Regions from separate parts of the Arabidopsis thaliana genome. Here region 2 is linked to region 1. A link is a contact called in public ChIA-PET data. All regions are on one chromosome and are shown on one strand. Each heading gives the region's core, a stretch centred on a gene start, on an enhancer-like site or on the middle of the called end of the contact. The rest is flanking DNA. Distances are from core to core; before and after follow the strand shown.

Region 1 (3,319 bases), core at 404-2,903:
AGACTGGAGATTTTGTTTTTGTCCCGAATGTACTTTTCAACACTTGATTTCTTCTCAATGTTCTCATGCGGAAATTTGGGGGAAATTGTCAATGTATCATTTTTTCGGTTGTCATCTCTAGTTATAGTGTTAGATCTCGTTTTTAATATGTCTCCGACTAATGTTTTTGTTATCATTTCTAAAGCAATGATATTTATGCTCAAATGAGCTTATTAAGAGAAATATAAAACTGAAATTAGATAGCTCATTAAGAGCTTTATTACTCAAAGAAACTAAAAGAGGAAAGATTACTTTGTTATCACAAAGAACACGATGATTCAATTACTACTTTCATAAAGATGAGAAAGGGAGTTGTTTTGAGACAACTCTTAAAGTTATCATCAAAGTTCTCATCACATAACTATATATATGAGTGATGAGTCACTATCTTGTTAATCCTATTTATATGGACCACTACATGAGCTTTTAAGTTACTCATGAGACATTATATTGGGCTTTATATGGATCCTCTAATAGTTTTGCTAGATTAATGTGAATACGTCTTTAGGAATGACTAGATCATGAGCACGAGATAATCGTCACCGCTTGCACTAATATAGTATAAGAGGGCAATGGTGACTAATTTTCAAAAATTTAGCTCCAAGGTGATTTTGGAGTTTTACGCTCATTTACATTTCAGAAAAAAATCAAACAATCATGATTGGGTCGTGTCTAAACAATTTTGCATACACATCAAAACAAACATTTGCAAAAGTTTGAAGAATGATACTAAGCTAAAAAGTGAAAATTTCCAAAACAAAAATTAGGGACTAAGAAATGCGAGATTTTAAGCTCACAAAGAGTACTTAATTGATTGTGTTTCTTTTTTTGTTTATCTTCCCGTAGATTTCATGTCAATTTCCGAATGAACCTAGAAAATCACCACCATATTTCCTCTTATCAAACAAATTTTCCATCCAATCATATTGTCTCATTCTAACTTGAGCGTAAAAAGGTATTTGAAAACAATTTATTTTAGTTTTCTCGGACACTTTCATGAGTTGAAGACAAAATCAGAGAAGTCTCCGAAAAGACAAAAATGGATCGTCAGTTTGTCACCAAACACCTACATGAACCTTACTTGATTCGCTCCAAGTGTTCAATCACTTATCATATGATCACCAACAATCCAAAAATAATCGAAGTTTCCATACCATAAACAAATTCCATAATCCAAAAATTCGACCCCTTGACACACACTGACACACACTGACACACACACACAGAAAATATTCCCGTAGCTATGCCTATATGGGCAACTTCCTGGGCTAATGGTCCCATGAAAAACTGATGAGCTCATAGTCAAATATTATGCACAAATGGGCTTATATAAATGTCAACTTCAAAGCTTACCAGAAACCCAACAAATACACAAGCCCTGAAGTAAAAAACAAAAACAATATTTATATCACCGTAAATTTCGGACCAAATCAGAGAATTCAGAGTGTTTTTACTGTTCATGGATCCCACGTGATCAGACAGCTCAAATTCCGATCTCGTAACGACGTCGAATAAGACAATTTCGGTTTTGTCCCTAATCCCATCTTAAACTGGGTCCCACGTTTTTCTCTTCCTCCCAAAAAGCAAACTTAAAACCAAAAAAATATTATCGGACAAGATTCCAGCTACTAGTGGTTCTTTCTTTCTTCTTCATCTTTTTCTCAATCACTTTCTTCTTCTCCATTCTCCTTTTCTTTTGGTTCTCTCTCCCACTTGTGAAGAAGCTCCTCAAGAAGAACCCTAAAAAAATGATTCTTCTTTGATTTTGTGTATTTTTACCTGTTCTTGTTGGTGTTTGTTTGCTTAGTTCTGAAGCAAAAGCTAGGGTTTTTCTTCTTCTTCTTGAAAATGCCATTGAAAGAAGATGATTGTTGTTTATTCGCTGAAGAATACGATGGTCCACCATTATCATACAATATCCCTTGTGCTGTTCCTATTAACGTCGAGAAAATCCCAGTCGCCGCCGTTGTTTCTCCGGTTTGTATTTCCGATAACATGTCTTTCCCTGTGATTCAACCGATTTTATCAGTAGAGAGTAAAAAGTTTCTGATAGATTCGGTTTCTCCTACTTCTGTTATAGCTAATTGTGGATCTAATCAGCTTGAATTGGTTTCTGATTCAATCACTGTTTCTCCTACTTCGGTTATTGAACATACTGAGGAAGAAGAAGAAGAAGAAGGTGGTGATGGTGAGGATTGTGAATTGAGTAGCTCTGGAGAGTTATTGTTGAGGTCTTGTTCAGTGAAAGAGAGTTTAGACTTGAATGAGTCGTCTTCGAATCCGTTAGTACCGGATTGGGAATCGAATGAGTCAGTTTTGAGTATGGATTACCCGTCGTCTCGTGTTACTGGAGATTGTGTTAGTGAGACTAATGGTGATGGTAAGAAGCAACCAGTTGTTACTTTCTTGGGTATTGCTTCTGATGATGGATTTGAGGAAGAGGAGAGTTGTAGTAACCTGAGGCGGGTTCGGGTTGTACCGGTTAAGAAACAGCCGCAGACGAAAGGTAAGAAGGGTTCTTGTTATCGGTGTTTTAAAGGGAGTAGGTTTACGGAGAAGGAAGTGTGTTTAGTTTGTGATGCTAAGTATTGTAATAGCTGTGTGCTTAGAGCTATGGGTTCTATGCCTGAAGGAAGGAAATGTGTTACTTGTATTGGCTTTCCTATTGATGAATCGAAGCGAGGGAGTTTAGGGAAATGCTCTAGGATGCTTAAGAGGTTGCTTAATGATTTGGAGGTTAAACAGATTATGAAGACTGAGAGGTTTTGTGAAGCTAATCAGTTACCAGCTGAGTATGTGTATGTTAATGGACAACCTCTTTACCCTGAAGAGCTGGTTACACTTCAGACTTGTTCTAATCCTCCTAAGAAGCTGAAACCAGGGGACTATTGGTATGATAAAGTGTCTGGACTTTGGGGAAAGGTGAGGAATATTTACTGTTCTTTTGAGTTTTGTGTCTTAGTTTCTATTGTTTCTTATATATATATATATGATGTTGGGGTTCTACAGGAAGGAGAGAAGCCTTATCAGATAATTAGTCCTCATCTGAATGTTGGAGGTCCTATTAGTCCGGAAGCTAGCAACGGAAACACTCAAGTTTTCATAAACGGTCGGGAGATTACAAAAGTGGAGCTACGAATGCTGCAGTTGGCAGGAGTTCAATGTGCGGGTAACCCACATTTTTGGGTTAACGAGGATGGATCGTATCAAGAAGAAGGACAGAAGAATACCAAGGGATACATATGGGGCAAGGTTCGTTGTTTTCGTATTAAATCTATAT
Region 2 (3,319 bases), core at 477-2,976, 48 kb after region 1:
CAACGTAAAGTTATATATCTCGAGGATTACTTTCCCCCACACTCTTTGTATATTGACTGTTTCTAGTCCTTCTAAACAAACACTAGATTGACTTAGGTTTCTCATTTCAACCATAGTAAGAACTAAGAAATAAGTTTGAACCTTTATGAAGATCCATTTTAGAACACGTTTGATTGTATCCACTCCAAATACATTTTCATCAAAATATTATTTAACAGAAATTGTCAGCGATTGCCAATAGATGGTCACTTAGTAGTTGAGGTTTGCAAAACATTGGCATATGATCAGTCTCTTCCATCTCAATCACTAAATTCGCCGGATAATTATGGATCATCCATCGTTGATGGTCTTCCGAGATAATGTTGTCCTCTTTGCACACAATGTAAGCTCGAGGAACAGATCCATACCCTTTCTCAGAAAAGTTCTCCATCTTCGATAATTCATTAATAAACAATGAACTAGGCCTCTTTAGAAGCAATCCAAGCTCAAGATCCTAAATAAAGATAATCATCGATTTATCATGAAAATGATTAGTCTTTTTTTGTTTTGTTAAAAATGATGATAAATTTAAATTACCTCCACAGGAGAAAGTTGGTAGAGACGGTGCTTCATGAAGTCGGTGCTGAAGAACACAGACAAGCCGGAATTATCTGAACCATATGTCTCGAGCTCAGAGCCCATCCATCCTTCTGGTGTCATGCTGCTTGCAAACTTTTTCATAGTAATTACGAAAAAATCATATTTATTTTCACGTTTATTACAATTAACTACCTTTAAAAATTCTAACGAAGTAACAACCATGAAAATGAAACATGTTAAAACAAATTACTAACTCATCACCACGAAAGTGACACTACTTGGACATTAGATTGTCTAACACATGATCTATGGTTAATTGGTTATAGTATATAAGCCACAAGTTATAAAAGACTGCGAAATGGAAATCTCGATTTTGTCCGACTAGACTGAACAATCGGACATATAGACCAAAAGGAACCGTTATGTTGATCAATTTTTGTAATCATTTTGGCTACAATCTTGTAACGGTTTTGGCTAAAAATGGACGACCACGTTGTTTTGACCGTCAAGACTTCCAGGTGGTGGATTTAAGAACAGAACACAAAATTTGGCTGCTTTAAAAAGAGATATATACCTTTTCCTCGACGAACGATGGTGAGTGTTTGGTGTCGGGCATGAATGCAGTCACGAAGACAGAGACAGAGATTTTATCGGGAAACTTATCCATGGCTAAGGCTAAACTCAAACCTCCAAAGCTATGACCAACGAGTACAACCTTCTCATCATTCGGCAATGAAGTCATTAGCTGCATCAATGGCTCAGAATATTGTTCACATGTAGAAATGTCAGTGATTGACCTGGTTGTGTCTATACCGGAAGCAGCTAGGTCTAAGGCGGTTACACGATGGCCCAAAGCCTCGAGAAGAGGCTTAACCTTGTACCAGCACCATGCGCCGTGGCACGCACCATGTACTAGCACGAAGTGTTGCTTCCTCTTCTCCTCACTCATATTTTCCTTTCGTACTTTTTCCCTACTCTTCACACATCCACTCATAAGTAGAAAAATTATAAAGCTTATCGTTGAATTTTCCAAAATTGTCGCTTTCCTTTGAGATTCTTTTATGATTTTACGTGATAATTAAAATTTCGAATTTTTTCTTGCATAAAGAAATAACTTTGGAATTTTTCTTTTTAAAAGCGACATTTTGGCTCTGCGGATAAGAAACTTTACACTTATTAAAATGCAAAATAAAAGTATCTTTCTAATTAAAGCTGATGTTACAGTGATATACAACTTGACAAGTTGTGTTAGATGTTTGTTCCGTGTCATGTACCAGGTCAAATCACACTAGTTGGACAATAATATTAATTTTTGATATAATATTAAAACAATTACTCGTAACTAAAAATAGAGATAACATTTTTTAAAAATTACTTATGACTTAAAAAAATTCGCAGTTGTACCGTACATCTCCATTCGGCGCCTATATTTGTATTTACTCGATTGCTTATAAATTCATTATTTTGATAGAGATTATCATGAAATATGGTGTATAAATCTGTATCCTATAAGTTTAAATCAATGGAGAAACCATAAAACATAATTTTCAGGTAATAATATAGTTATCTAGCTCACGAATCATTATTCATAAAACCATTCTTGTGAATATTATCATTTGCTTAGTTCTCATACATTATGTATTCTCATATGGCTTATTATTGTGGTGGACACTGAATTTGTAATTGATATGCAGTGATGATGATATTTCAGATTTATTTAGGCATATTTATTTGCAATCTCCAAGAGAAGAGCACATAGTTGTTGAGGCTTGGAGAACATTGGCATATGATCTGCGTCTTTGATCTCCATTACTTCTTTTGGGGGAAAGTTGCTGATCATCGATCGCTGGTAATCTTCGGGTGACACAAGATCCTTTCCGCATACAATAAATATACGTGTAACGGATCCGTATCCTTCCTCACTGAAGCTTCTTCTCTCTGCCATATCTTTCTTAATCAATGGGTTTGCCCTCACCAACATTTTCGCCAATTCAAGATCCTAGTTCACCGTAACAAAAATCAACAAAAGATTGACATAGATTACTAGTACAATCTTATTTGTGCTTGAAAAAAAGAGGTTCTTATGAAGCTAAGAGTCTTACTTGGACTGGAGACAACTGATACAAGTTCTTGGCCATGAATTCTGGTCCAAAAATCCAAAACTCGCTAGGAAAATCAGGTTTCTCGCTCGTAAACACGGTGTCTAACCATTCCTCTCGTGAAGTTTCTTTTCTTAGCTGTTAGATTTCAGTCAAATATCCGAATTACTTGGTGTTAGATTCAAAAATATTATGTAAGCTATAAGTTTTCATGTAAAGTCAATAACAGTTAGAACTATGACTTGTTGGATAAGATTAGGTAGTTTTATTTTCATTTTCTGAAAGTTTTTAACAGTTATGTAAGTAAGAGCAACTCCAGCGTATAGAATTTTTGTAGTTTCTAAAAAACAAAAAGTATTAATATTTTACTTTTACATCTAAAAAACCAAAAAACCAAGGTATACGAGTAATAGAAACGATCCTAATATTATGAATTTTAGAGATTCTCTCTCATTAACTTTTCAATTCTTTTTTTTGTTAATTGTATGAGTTTCTACTAAGAAACTACTGCTGGAGTTGGTCTAAGGTAACCACTAAAAGGGGATGTTGTCTTGCGGAAGTGTATTCAATCAAGCATTTGAAATATTATTTTTTAAAATCCGTTATTATTGAAAACACTTCAAGTATTGGATTCTTAATTA

What was found. ChIA-PET counts read pairs in DNA pulled down with a chosen protein or histone mark.
Region 2: an H3K4me3 ChIA-PET map of shoot shows a contact between it and region 1, with 11 read pairs. The contact joins the promoter of ACL here to the promoter of XLG1 in region 1. A contact is called at or near these places in 1 of 26 Hi-C or Micro-C datasets (vegetative nucleus) and 1 of 2 datasets of contacts at active chromatin or transcription factors (shoot).

What each region holds. Positions count from the first base shown.
Region 1 is chr2:9,993,812-9,997,130 of TAIR10.1, forward strand. XLG1 (extra-large G-protein 1) reads left to right here and starts at 1,654. Exons shown (of 7, transcript NM_127910.3): 1 at 1,654-2,961; 2 at 3,049-3,291. The coding sequence starts at 1,888.
Region 2 is chr2:10,042,114-10,045,432 of TAIR10.1, forward strand. ACL (acetone-cyanohydrin lyase) reads right to left here and starts at 1,727. Exons shown (of 3, transcript NM_001335856.1): 1 at 1,154-1,727; 2 at 577-711; 3 at 1-493. The coding sequence starts at 1,573. The coding sequence ends at 212. MES3 (methyl esterase 3) reads right to left here. Exons shown (of 3, transcript NM_127925.3): 2 at 2,682-2,816; 3 at 2,066-2,578. The coding sequence ends at 2,297.